Linked DNA regions of Mus musculus: region 2 is linked to region 1. A link is a contact called in public HiChIP or PLAC-seq data. All regions are on one chromosome and are shown on one strand. Each heading gives the region's core, a stretch centred on a gene start, on an enhancer-like site or on the middle of the called end of the contact. The rest is flanking DNA. Distances are from core to core; before and after follow the strand shown. Region 1 overlaps Tgm2 (transglutaminase 2, C polypeptide). Region 2 overlaps D630003M21Rik (RIKEN cDNA D630003M21 gene).

Region 1 (6,121 bases), core at 2,609-5,108:
GGGCGCATCCACCAGTCCACTCAGTAAGAGGTTTCTCAAGTCTCACTGTGTGGCAGCTTCCATTATCCTTACAGAGGTGACCAAGAGATTGCAGTCCTTGCCCTGGCCTAGCCAACAACCCCAGGGTTACTCGGGAGTTAGAACTGTCTGGACACTCTCTAGTTGAAAAGGAATAGACAGAAGAAAGCGTGCTTTGTCTGGCCTTCCAAAAGTTCAGGGATGATGGGTTGATCGATAGAAAGACAGATAAGGCAGAAGGGATGTCGCAGCATCTAAGAGTGCTTGCTGCTCTTACAGAGAACCATGGTTTGGTTCCCAGCACCTACAAAGTGCCAGCACCCACTGTGGCTCACAACTGTTGGTAACTCCAGTTTCATGGGATCTGACTCCTTCTCCTGGCCTCCGTGGGCACAGGCATGCACACAGTACACATACATATATTCGGGTAAACACACACATAAAATAAATAGGTCTTTTAAAAAACCAGATGGGAGCCGGGCATGGTGACGCACACCTTTAGTCCTAGTACTTGGGAGGCAGAGGCAGGCAGATTTCTGACTTCGAGGCCAGCCTGGTCTACAGAATGAGTTCCAGGACAGCCAGGGCTATACAGAGAAACCCTGTCTCGAAAAACAAAACAAACAAAACCAGATGGGAACTTAATGACACTTGGAGGAAAGAGTTTGGGTACACAGGAGAAAGGTGGACGGAAGGCAGAAAGAAAAGACTGTTTCCTTGGGAGACCTCAACGTTAGAAAGTCGAGGGAAGGGCAGTCAGGCAGAGCCGTCCCCGTACAAACGAATCATCGTGTCCCTGCTTCATATGTGCCAGTCGTTCAGGTCTGCGTGTGTCACAGAGAAATAAAATGGAACCTTGACTCTTGAGCTTCTGGGGTTTGAGGTAGACACGTAAACAGAAAACCACCAAGGCGGGACAGGTAGGAAAGGTTTTCTTGGGGCAGGGGTCACTTAAGGCTGCATCTTGAGGGTTCTACAGGAGTTCATCTGTGAGGGTAGTATGCACCTTCCTCCTCCTACACAGAGGCATGGAGAAGGTTCCCTTGGGGTGTCTCTGAGTCACCAGGACTCTGAAAAGCCAGCTTACTCCATCCCAACACTCGCCCATCGAGCCTTGTTGCCGGCACGATCAGAGTTCTCTTCTCTACTGCACAGGGTCACCCGAGGAGAGGGAAGTCTTCACCAAGGCCAACCACCTGAACAAACTGGCAGAGAAAGAGGAGACAGGGGTGGCCATGCGCATCCGAGTGGGGGACAGTATGAGCATGGGCAACGACTTCGACGTGTTTGCCCACATCGGCAACGACACCTCGGAGACTCGAGAGTGTCGTCTCCTGCTCTGTGCCCGCACTGTCAGCTACAACGGGGTGCTGGGGCCCGAGTGTGGCACTGAGGACATCAACCTGACCCTGGATCCCTACTCTGGTAAGGCTCCACCTGCCCAGTACATCCAGTGTTTCATGTGTGCTTCTCACCTTCCAGACTCTCTTGCCTGGCATCACCAGGGCCAAGCCGTGTGTGTGTGTGTGTGTGTGTGTGTGTAGGCAACCATAAGTGTCACCCCTTAGGTACAATCCACCTTTTTTTTTTTTTTTTTTTTTTTTTTTTTACATATGACAGGGTCTCTTGTTGCCTAGAACTCTTCAGACTAGCCTGGACATCTAGTCCCAGAGATCTGGCTGCCCCCATCTCCCAGCGCCACCATTACAAGCCTGGATTTTTGTGTTCTATGGGATATGCATTCTTATGCTTATAAGACAAGCCCTGTACTGGCAGAGTTGTCTCTCCAGTCTCCTGGCATGCTTAATTTTAAAGCTGAGAGAAGTGGGAGCTGGTCTAATAGACCACACCTGTAATCCCAGTTCTTAGGGGCGAGGGCAGGACATTTGAGACAGGAAGATTGAGAAATTTGAAGCCAGCTTAGGCTATATAGTAAGACCCTGTCTCAAAAAGAAAAAAAAAAAAAAGAGGAAAAAAAGGTGTGTGTGTGTTGGGAGTTGGGTGTAGAGTCTATCACTGCACCCATTTTCCAGATGTGGAGACAGAGGCACAGGGTAGTCAAGTCACTTTCCCATCAGAGTTGTGCAGCTAGGAAGTGAGGGCCTGTCTTGTTTCATGGCATCTTCCCATGAGTTTGCTGGCTCTCTCAGTCCTTGTTGCTCTCTGTCATTAGTCAGTTCTCTCCTCAGTGTTCCCCTAAAGTTGTTCTGGGCCCTGAGGCCACACACTGAGGTAGCAGAGAGCCAGGACACAGTCCAGCTCCATAGGACCTAGTGTGAGCACCACTCATCCTGGCCACTGGCTGAAGCCACCCCACTACCACCGAGCCCTTGTCCATTGGGCTCACGGGGGTCAGCATCAGTCAGTGAGGACTGTGTGTACTTCTGTACTGTCAACACTCAGTACTGTCAGTGTGACCTTCCTGGACAAGGAGAAGGCCCAAGCTGGTACTGTCCGTGCTTCCACTCCCAGGCCCTCCACCCAGCTCTGGCATAGCTCAGATTTTCTGAATAGACAGACCTTCTCAGGGCCTCTAGACTCTTCGCTCATGGGCCTGGCAAATCACCTTAGCCCCTGGCCTGGGTCCCAGCACTGACAATGCAAGATGCATTCCAGAGGCAGCTGGACTCACGTGGCTTTTGCCTCCACTGCCTTCACAGTGCACAGTACGCAGGCCATCGAGGTGACTGTGCCCATCACATGAGGCAGCAGCCTGCTCACCTGATGGACAGCTCTGGAGATAGCTTAGAGCAGATGTGGAGTCACTGTGCCTGGTGCAGTCTGCTTACATGTGAGATCCAGGAAAACAGAGGCTGGGTCTTTCTTTACCACTGTGATGATACATGGTCACTCAGGTCACTCAGTGTCAGCTCAGGGCATCTCTACCACCTGATGGAAAGATCCAACTCATCATCTGTGTCTGGATCCCAAGAATAAGAGGCAGGGGTTCTCACCATGGGTAAATGGGGAAGCCTGGATGTCTCTATTCTGGTTGCTACCACCTGCTGCTGTTGCCCTGGACAACACAGTTGTAGTTTTCCATACAGGCCACAAACCCCCATTTGTACACAGGCCGGTCCTCCAGCTGAGACCACTCACTTGAGCGTTTTATGAACTATCCCGGTGAAAGCAATGTGCTTCAACATAAACGTGGGACAAGCCCTAAATACCAGGTGCCTTGCTCCCAGCCATGGAGTCACCTCTGCCTTACAGATACCATCAGAGCACCTGCATTGCGCTGCGGAAGCTCCAGCCAGGCCCTCAGTTCAGTCAACAGTGCTCTGCCTGCCAGGAATTCATGAGGGATGGCACAGGAAGCAGGGAGGACAGGCCAGGGGCTCTGTGTGCCGGGCTCTGGCTGGAAAGCACAGCTAGTCCAACATGGCTTCTTGGGGCTTCCAGAGCCAAGGTCAACCTGAGACCCATTCTTTTCCCCTTTGGTAGAATTGCTGTGTGTCTTGCTCTTTGATGATATGATCTGGGGACTTCCATGTGCTAATGGACAGGAAGCCAGGCCCAGGGCAGCTGAATGGAGTCCAAATGCACTCCCCTTCCTCCACCCCGAGCTCGCTCTCTCTCTCTCTCTCTCTCTCTCTCTCTCTCTCTCTCTCTCTCTCCTCCCTCAGCCACCAGTGTGGCTCAGTGACCATCCCGAGGGACGAGGGACGCGTCTAGAACAGGGCATAATGTCCAAGGGAAGACCGAGGCTGACCACATTCAGTTTCTCCTCCCAGCCAGCATTTGGCCCAAAGCCAAGGCCTGGTGACTGATCTGTGAACGCCGAGTGGCTCTCCAGGACCTGGCCTGGCCTGGCCTGGCCTGGCAAAGCCAGCAGCCAGGGCCACACCCTCCTAGTGTCCAGTGTTTCCTCTTTCTATTTGCCCCCAGGGTGGGGCTGGTCAGTGCAGCCTTTAGTCCTCACAGAGGCATCATGGGGCAGGGGCAGCTCTCTCTGACTCTGATGAAGCTGGAAGGCCCAGCTTTCTAATGGCTGTGCCACAAGCTGCCGTAGCCAACGATGGGCAGGCCACTGTCCCCCCAGTTTTGTCAGTCCTGCAGATAACCTGAGCAGCAGTCCCCAGGTGGTGGGGCAGAGTGGTACTAATTTGCCTTTGGCTCCCCAGCCCTTGTGAGTCACCTCGATTAGCTCTGACCCCTGTGGCATGAATGTTTTGCCATGATGTAGTAAGCAGGACTCCGTTGGTTTATATTTATTGTGGTGTTGGTTTGCTATAAATAACGATGAAAATCTTCTTAGCAAAAGATGGTAGTGATGATGGTGGTGGTGGTAGTGATGATGATGATGTTAAAAATATATATCAGGTTGTAGAAAGATACCATGTAAATATGAGGACCCTACTGATATGTGACTACCCACTCAGGGTATGTAAATGCTGGCCTAGCAAGGGAAGGGGATGCCTCTGCTGTCAGAGTGCTGGCTGCTCCCTGCAGGGCCACGATGATGCAAAGTTGGCTCGGTACCAATGAGCTTAGAGAACATCCCTGCAGAACTCCTGTTTCTCAGGGAATCCAGGAGCAAAAGGGACTTGCCCAAGGTCTCAGTGAATGAGGAGACGGGATGGGAGGTGCAAGCCAGTAGGTCCCAGCTCTTGGCTCCTGTCTCCAAACCATCCTGCTTTCCACAAACCCCACTGCCCTTAGGCCTCCATTTTCTTGTCTGGGGGAAAAAATGAGATTAGGCCCAAGCTTCACATGGGTTGAGGCTGTGTGGCCCAGTGGTGGGTGAGCCCACTCTCAGAGGGCAGGTGGCGCTGCCGATATGATTCAGATGCCTGGGTGGCATGTCCGGCCGTGGGGTGACGTATGGCAATGCCATTTTACTTGCCCAAGCCTTGGCTTTCTTGCCTGTAAGCAGAGTGATCAAAAGCAAAGCCACTCTTGGGCTGTCAAGAGGATAAAATGGAAGGCGTTGGGAGCGGCGCTGTTTCTGGCAGTCAGCTGTCCCAACTTCTCCAGAACACTGGAGCCTCCCTATCCCACTCAGGAAACCCTTGCCACTCTCACAACCATTCATACTGCCCAGGTACTATTAGTAGGTCCTGGAAGGTGGAACCCTGCCAGGTCACCAGCTAGAAGGAATCGAGGCAAACTGGGAACACAACTCCATGAGAGAGCACCTGTTTGGCAAGAGAGAGGCTCTGGGTGCTATCCAGCTGTGGTGCTGAGCGAGTCTGTTGATCAGATCCAGCCCTCATAGCCCACACGTCACACCTCCCTCCCTCCTTCTTCCTCATTGCAGAGAACAGCATCCCACTTCGAATCCTCTACGAGAAGTACAGCGGGTGCCTGACAGAGTCAAACCTCATCAAGGTGCGGGGCCTTCTCATCGAACCAGCTGCCAACAGCTACCTGCTGGCTGAGAGAGATCTCTACCTGGAGAATCCCGAAATCAAGATCCGGGTAAGGAGCAGATGCCCCCGAACCCCCGCACCCCGCCCCTGGACAGAGCTCCCATTTACACACCTGCTTCTCTGCAGCCTGGGACCTTTCTGTGTCTCTGGGTCCTTGTGGAAAGCATTATAAAGATAAGAGAATGCAGGACTTGAAGCCTCTGGGATGGGCTGCTGGAGCCTGGGGTGGAGGGTGTGGTTGTCTAGATCTGGGACCTAGGTACTTTTTTGTTTGTTTGTTTTTGTTTTTGTTTTTGTTTTTGTTTTTGTTTTTTTTCCAGACAGGGTTTCTCTGTCCTGGAAGTCACTCTGTAGACCAGGCTGTCCTCGAACTCAGAAATCTGCCTGTCTCTGCCTCCCAAGTGCTGGGATTAAAGGCGTGCGCCACCACCGCCCACCCCCCAACCCCAGGTATCTTTAAAAGGCCAGTGTACCCACCTTGGTGATACTGCTGCAGCCAAAGAATGGTGGCAAGCATGGTGCCCCAGGCTTGTGCCTGAGTGACACTGAAGATGCTAATTCACCCTTCTGGTCCCTAGTTCACACCTCTGTGGGACCAGTTCAGCGCTGGCACTTTGGGGATACTGTAAGAATCCAAGTATGTCCACAGGAAGCAGCGAGGGCCTCATACTGCATGTTTGGAGGCTTGGTGAAAGCCAACTGTACCATCATCACCATCTTCCTCCCAGCCC
Region 2 (6,876 bases), core at 2,200-4,699, 97 kb before region 1:
CAACAAGGCCACGCCCACCCAACAAGGTCATGCCTTCTAACTCTTCCCAAACAGTTCTATCAACTGGTGACCAAGTGTTCAAACATGTGAGCCTGTGGGACTGTTCTCACTCAGACCATAGCAGTAAAGAAGCAGGGATTGGCGGGTGGGTGGGGCTGGAGCAGTAGTGAGGCCTACAGGCCAGGCAAAACCCTTCCTGTTCTACCGGACTAAGGATCCCCCACCACCACCCCCCCTCACCCCCGCTCTGGGGAGTGACTTCCCCATTCCCACCACACAGCTCAGCAGCACGACAGCATGGTGACCCACCCTCCTTCAGAGTGCATCTGTAGGTGTTCATTTTCTCATTCACTTATTCTGCCAAAATGATGGGGGCGGGTGGCCTGCTGTGTGGACCCCAGATGGGAAGGACCGCAGCCTCTCTCTTTGGTGTTGGGATCTGGTTGAGAGTGAGCTGTGCTTTTTCACCTGCCTCAGAGTCACTCGGAGTCCCTCTGCCTCTCCAGTCCCTCTGCCTGTACTCACAGGCTGTGGAGATTTGGATTTGGGTATCTTTGGGTACTGTCCTGCCTGATCCCCTTGCCCTTTGGGGACCAGAAGTTAATGTGGGAACTTTTCTGATAAGGTACCAGAGAAGGGGGGACATCTGACCACACCGGGAGGAAGCAGGTGTAAAGTCTGAGTACCTTCCAGAACAGGCAAAGGCTGGCCTGAGTCTTGAAGTTAAATGAAGAGGGCGTTGCCAGGTGAGGTGAGAAAGAGGTAGGCAGGTGTTTGGGAGGAAGGGGCGACGCTGGCAGAGGAGGTGAGCTGGAGACTCCTCTTGTCACCGTGGAGGAACAGACAGAGGTGGCAGGGCTCAGGGAGGCTGGTGTCATGCACAGCAGTTAGACCTAAGCTGCTGGAGGCCGGGTGTATGAGAGTCAGTCCTGCTCTGGGGTCCTGGAGGAAGATGGCTGAAGTACAGAAGGCTGGTGAGGCAGAGAAAGTGATTGCATGAAATTGGTCATAAAACATGACAGGGGAAGAGTCATAGGTGGGTGAGCTGGAGAAGGAGAGGCCATTGAATGTGATATGGCTGAAGGCCGATGGGACAGTTGTCACGAAGGAAGCTGCAGAGGGCTTGCCACTATGGGGTCTGGCTGTGGGGCCATCGATGCGCAGAGGCAAGGAGGTACGGGATTGGAAAGTTCCTGAGGTAGGCTGGGGTGAAGTGAGGGTCTGAAGATCACAGGAGCGGTCACTGCTCCTGCCCATACTGTTACTGTAACTGTTCTTCCTCCCTGCTGTCCCCATCAGGACCCTTCTGCCCTTGACATGGCCATCCAGCATGCCCTGGCAGGACTCTACCCGCCTTTCGAAGCCACTGCTCCCACTGTCCTGGGTCAAGTGTTCCGGCTCCTGGACTCCGACTTCCGGGGAGATGGACTGAGCTTCCTCTTGGATTTTCTCATCCCTGCCAAGCGTCTGTGTGAGCAAGTGCGGGAAGCGGCTTGTGTAAGTTGGGGAGGGCCTGGGCTGTGGTAATGGGCTCCCTAAGGAGGCCTGAGGGCTGGAATTGAGGAGAGAAAGAGATGGGCAAGGTGTGTCTCCCCCACAAGAAATATGGTGGCTGTGGGGAGAGTTCCCAAGAACCACTGCTTATCGGAGGGAAAGGCCACCTGTCAGTAGAGAGAGAAGGCTAGTCGACTCGATCCTCTGACGCCTTACAGCCAATGGCACTTGCATTCTACCAACAAGGGGTAAATCCAGGTGTCTACTGACCTTGCCTGGTCTCGAGGGGCCTGCCTGGGTGCTGGCACCATGCGTGGTACCACCTGGCTCTGGCTCTGATGAGATGGCTTCCACAGAGGCCAGAGAATGTTCCAGAGCTTGCCCAAAGACACTGTCACTTTTAGCCCTGAAAAGCTCTTGAGATTTCAGGGTGGTGACTCTTGGGGCAAAGTGAGAAACCAAATGTTTTAGGCAGTAGTGGAAAACAACTTAGTCCCCAATCAGGCTTGAGCCGACCCAGTCAACCCACCGGAAGATACATTCTGCTGCTTCCTGCCTCTGCTTCTCTCTGTTGGCCAGAGGCTACAAGAGCTGTAAAGAGAGAAGTCCCAGGAAGGATCTTAATTGGCCAAGCTGTGGTCATGTGTCCATGACTGGACCAATCACAGTTGACCAGAGGAACAGGGTATTAAGATGGACCAAACCCTCTGAGTCATGTGTCTGTCTCTGTCTTTGTCTGTCTGTCTGTGTCTGTCTGTCTGTCTGTCTCTCTGTCTCTGTCTCTCTTGTCTCTGTCTCTTTGTCTCTATCTCTCTGTCTCTGTCTGTCTCTGTCTCTCTGTCTCTTTATCTGTCTGTCTCTTTGTCTGTCTCTCTCCCTCTCTTTCTCTCTCCTTCTGTCCCCCCTCTCTCGTTTTAAGACAATAGTAAGGTGATCACCAAAGAGTCAGACTTCTGATTCCCCTTGCCCTCGTCCCTCAGAGGTTTGCCGATGCCTCTTGAGCAATTGTTAGCTCCCCTGCCCACTGCCACCCCCAACAAGAGCCACGCTGCCAATCCTAGGAGTCACAGCATCTAGTAGGAATGCCCCCACCCCATGGCAACTGCACCCGAATGGGAATAGTAGAATGCAGTGTCTCCAGAAGCCTTTGCCAATGGCCTCTCCATGGCTCCCTGACCCTATTGCATGAAGATCCTCCTCCCACCCCACCCCCTTTTACCTCCTCTTGACCAGCCACACAACTGTCACTTTGTTCAGCTGACCAAACCACAAGGGCAGGCCTGGAGACATAGCGCTGTTGGTAGAAGGCTTGCCTGACATATGCAAAGCCCCGGGGCTGCATTCATCCACATTAGATGGCATGGTGATGCATGCCCATGATGCCAGCACTCCGCAGGCAGAAGCGGGAGCATCAGAAGTTCAAGGTCATCTTCAGCTACAGTGGAAGATCTAAGCCAGCCTGAGCTACACGAGAGACCCTGTCTTAAAAGGAAAAATAAGTCAAAACCATGCTTTCCCTGTCCCCTCCTTTCTCAGTGGCAAATTTACAGCCTTTCTGTGTCTTTATTTTTAATTTTGATTTGGCTGTCATGGACAAATCCATGTCACCTCAGAATAGACAGGAGCAAAAACAAGCACACAGTAGGTCGTTTGAAGTCAGGCTCTCTGCTTCAAACCAAGACGTAATTACTGAGACTATGGGGGATTCATGTTGCCTCTTTGAAGCGCCACACCTCCACCCCTGTAGGCAAGAGAGATTACAATGGCAGAATGCTAATCTAGCAATGGCCATCTTAAGGTGCTGGTCTGGCAAGGCAGAGGTAGGTCAAGTTTCCCGACTTCTCATTCAGTACTGTCTCTGTGTCATTTTAAATGCTCAGCTTGAAAACCAGACACCTGGGCTGGCAAGATGACTCAGTAGTCAAAGGCTCTCACCACCCAAGCCTGGTGACTCAAAGTCAATGCCTGGAACCCACACAAAGATGAAAGGAGAGAACCCAGGCCTCAGAGTTAGTCTGTGACCTCCCCATGGATGTTTGCTTTGATACACTTACACACACATGCACACAAGCAGGTATTTTCAGAAGGGAGTGAATTCATGTTCCCTTCTGCATCCGTACTCGATCTATCTCACACCAGCCCAGAAATACCAGTGTGTTTTATTCAACTCCGATTTGCAGATAGAGAGATCAAATCTCAGAGCAGCTCAGTCACAGATATAAACAACCCATTTAGACCTCAGATCCATGTCTTTCTGGCTTTGAGGGGAGGGAGGGTCTAGCTGGGTTGGGAAAAGTTTAGGGTAGATGGGAAGAGAGGGTCATGAAGCAAGCAGGGTTGCCATGGAAGGCACCTGCTGATTGGTACTTGGAGCACTGGCCTTCCCTCAGGCCCAGGAGGCTAGCAAGCATCTTCAAAGTCAACACCAAGGGTAGGAACAAGTGACCTCACACACTCTGAGAGCAAAGGCCTCTTTGGTGCCTCGTTCTGGGCATCTCTCTTGCCTTTGCCTGGTCCCTGGCTATTTGAGGTCCCATGTGGGAGAGGGAAGGAAGTTGACCAAAGCCAAGGTCCCCTGGAGCCAGTTTCTCTTATGCTTCCCCCCCCCCAACTCTCTCTGCAGGCCCTCTATACCCACTGCCTCTTCCTGCATGAGGGCTGGCCGTTGTGTCTGCGGGATGAAGTTGTGGTACACCTGGCACCACTCAATCCACTCCTGCTACGTCAGGGTGATTTCTACCTTCAAGTAGAGTCCTGGGAGGAGCAGTCTGTCCACATGACACTCAAGTGTCTCTCTTCAGACCTCCGTGAGGTGGACAAGAAGCCAATTCCTGAGTCCTCCTACTCTCTCATTTTCACCCCAGAATGGTTGGAGGCCATCAACAATGACTTTGAGGGACGTCCCTTACACAACTGTCTCGTGGCTTCAGAAAATGGGATCACACCTGTGCCTTGGACCAAGATTACCAGTCCAGAGTTTGTAGATGACAGACCCCCAATAGTGAAGGTCCCTTCCTCAGACGGGGACTCCTGTCCACTAGAAGACCTCCATCTGAGCAGACCCCAGGAGCCATACCAGGCTGGTGACTTGGGCGGCAAGGGATCTGTGGCCCAGATCTGGGATAAGGGTAAAGGGAAGTTGTCTGGGGACAAGTATCCAGGGCTCATCAAGGTGGAGCCAGCAAGGTCAGGTCAGCTCGCCTTTAGGACAGACAGTGAGGCCAGCCAGAGCCTGGAGGGGGACTATGTGGCTCTCCTGGGCTTTCCCCAAGAGTATAGAGGGGCATCCCCAGACAGTGAGGTAGTGACATTAAGTGTAGATATTCAAAAATCACAGGAGACAAGACCCAGAACTAAGGGGGCACCTCTGCTTGGAAAGACCCTTCCTCTCTCGGGGCCTGCTGGGGCACCTCCCTTGGGAAGATGGGCATGTGAAAGGCCAGCAGGCTCAGGGGAGAAGCCCTGTAGCGGAGGCTCAAGGAGAAAGGCCAGGCATAAAGCATCTGGCCACACTGCAGTGCGACAGCCACAGCAGCCCCATACTAGTGTCCCGGAGAAGCTGCCGGACTGTACCTCTGGCCTGGTGGAAGACACTGAGGAAGAACCAGCAGCCTCTGAGATGCAAAAGCCTGTGGGAATGCCAGAAGCCATGGTTCGGCTCAGGCCTGGGCCAAGACAAGCATTCTCTCCCCTCCTGTCTTCAGCTGGCCCTGGATCCCCAGCGGCTGAGACAAAGACAGAGGAGACCACACTAGGACATGGGAGAGCTTCCAAGCCTGAGGACTGCCTCAATAAGAACGCCTCCTTCCATGGGTCCCCCGCTCCTGGGCTCCAGTTCTCCTTCTTGAAAGAACAGAGGGTACCCCATGTGACCCCCGAGAAGGCCCTACTCCAGCATGCCAGGCCTCGGAAGGCCCTGTGCCCCCTCTACTCTCTGCAGCCTTGTGAAGCCAAGGCCCCAGGCAAAGGTAAGAGCCCACATTCAGCAGGACAAAGGCAGACTTATATCTTGGTGCAGAAGACTCGGGCTGTGAGGATCAGGGCCACACTGCTGTCCCACTCTCAGGGGGCTAAAGACATCTCACTACTGTCCAGCTGAGCAATACTACTGGGGTTTTTTGGGTTCACATTCCAGCTTTGGGGCATGCTGTGTGACCTTGGCCAGACGTTTAGCCTCTCTGAATTTAGGCCTCTTTCTCTGCTGGGGACTTATATCTCAGAGATGCTCTGATGGTTCAAAGATGCGCCTGAAGGAAATAACTTAGCATCACTGGCAGAGAGCAGATCACACTATAAGTTGTGTTGTCACTTGGGTGGGAGAGGAAACGCTGTCCCTTGAAAAGTCTGTCTCCTGGATAACATCTCCTGCTTTGTCATTCTTCTTCCCCAGATGGAACAACTCTCCCCACAACATCTGGCTCAGGCCCACTGTCTGGGGAGCCGCCTGGCTTCCGGAGAGATTCTGCAGGTCCTCCAGGGGGAGGACTTCGCCTGGAGGAGTGTTCTAGGACTAAGCCCAGGATTGAGACCCTGGGAGTCAAGCTTCTCCAGTCCGGGATAGCCTGCCTGCCAGGTCCCAGGGTGCAGAGGGGAGTCAGGGGTGCAGAGCATTTCCAGACACTGGCAGTGGGGGCAGGGGAGTGAGAGGGGGGAGGCTCAGGAGGCTGCTAAATTCCCAGCCAAAGGCTAGGCTTAGAGGAAAGCAGTTTCTAGGTATCTATTCACTGGTCTGTTCAGTTGTCCATCCACCCAACCATCTGTCCATCCATCTGTCAAGGCTTCAGGGAGGCAGCCAAGGCGAAGCCTGAGACAAACATTCTTGGAAAGGCTCCCACGAGAAAGGGACAGAGTGAAGCAAGGCAGGCAGAGGAAGGGATGGAGAAGACTGTGGCCAGGCTCTGGGGAGGCTCCGAGGGATGGATTATACCACCTAGCTGGCTAAGGCATGAGGGTCTGTATTGAACGTCTGGGTCTGTTAGATATTAACTGCAGGCTGATCCTGGGTGTGTCAGACATTAACTTCAGGCTGAGCCTGAGTCTGTCAGTCATTAACTGCAGGCTGATCCTGGAATGGGATGCAGGCTGAGCCAATAAGTTAGCACAGCTAAGGGTAAGTCTTCAGGGAAGGAGGCATCTATGAGGCTCTGAGTCCCTCCAGCTTCCATGCTGCAGGTAGCTATTCTATGTCTATTTCCTGAACCCTAAACTCAGTGCTGTTAGGAAACAAGTCTGATGTGATTCCCTGTACTCACAAAGCCTTTATTCTGGTGTTAGAGAAAATTCAACAGGCCATTGCAATCCAACATAACATAAATCTCCAGGAATTGAGGAGACACAGATAGTACTCCTGGTCCAGGCTTCCCATGGGAGAGGCCAGGAAGG

What was found. HiChIP or PLAC-seq counts read pairs in DNA pulled down with a chosen protein or histone mark.
Region 2: a contact with region 1 is called in an HNF4G HiChIP or PLAC-seq map of pancreatic cancer cells. The contact joins two enhancer-like sites. A contact is called at or near these places in 1 of 39 promoter capture datasets (embryonic stem cells), 3 of 15 datasets of contacts at CTCF or cohesin (the NIH/3T3 cell line, embryonic stem cells and large pre-B cells), 18 of 484 Hi-C or Micro-C datasets (B cells, the C3H10T1/2 cell line, Sertoli cells and 13 more), 4 of 115 datasets of contacts at active chromatin or transcription factors (double positive thymocytes, embryonic stem cells, kidney and 1 more) and 3 of 9 other capture datasets (adipose tissue, embryonic stem cells and liver).

Annotation. Positions count from the first base shown.
Region 1 is chr2:158,119,443-158,125,563 of GRCm38.p6, reverse strand. It overlaps Tgm2 (transglutaminase 2, C polypeptide), which reads left to right. Exons shown (of 13, transcript NM_009373.3): 10 at 1,174-1,443; 11 at 5,279-5,439. Among named protein-coding and RNA genes, the nearest start is that of Gm34458, 17 kb to the right of the region's middle. Within about 2 kb of position 3,858, at least 85 of the 459 cell types and tissues checked have an H3K27ac peak or open chromatin away from gene starts, as enhancers often do. A contact at or near this core is called in pancreatic cancer cells, where this site is marked.
Region 2 is chr2:158,215,019-158,221,894 of GRCm38.p6, reverse strand. D630003M21Rik (RIKEN cDNA D630003M21 gene) reads left to right here. Exons shown (of 14, transcript NM_177657.5): 2 at 1,300-1,497; 3 at 4,118-5,462; 4 at 5,885-6,067. Among named protein-coding and RNA genes, the nearest start is that of D630003M21Rik, 11 kb to the left of the region's middle. Within about 2 kb of position 3,449, at least 8 of the 459 cell types and tissues checked have an H3K27ac peak or open chromatin away from gene starts, as enhancers often do. A contact at or near this core is called in pancreatic cancer cells, where this site is marked.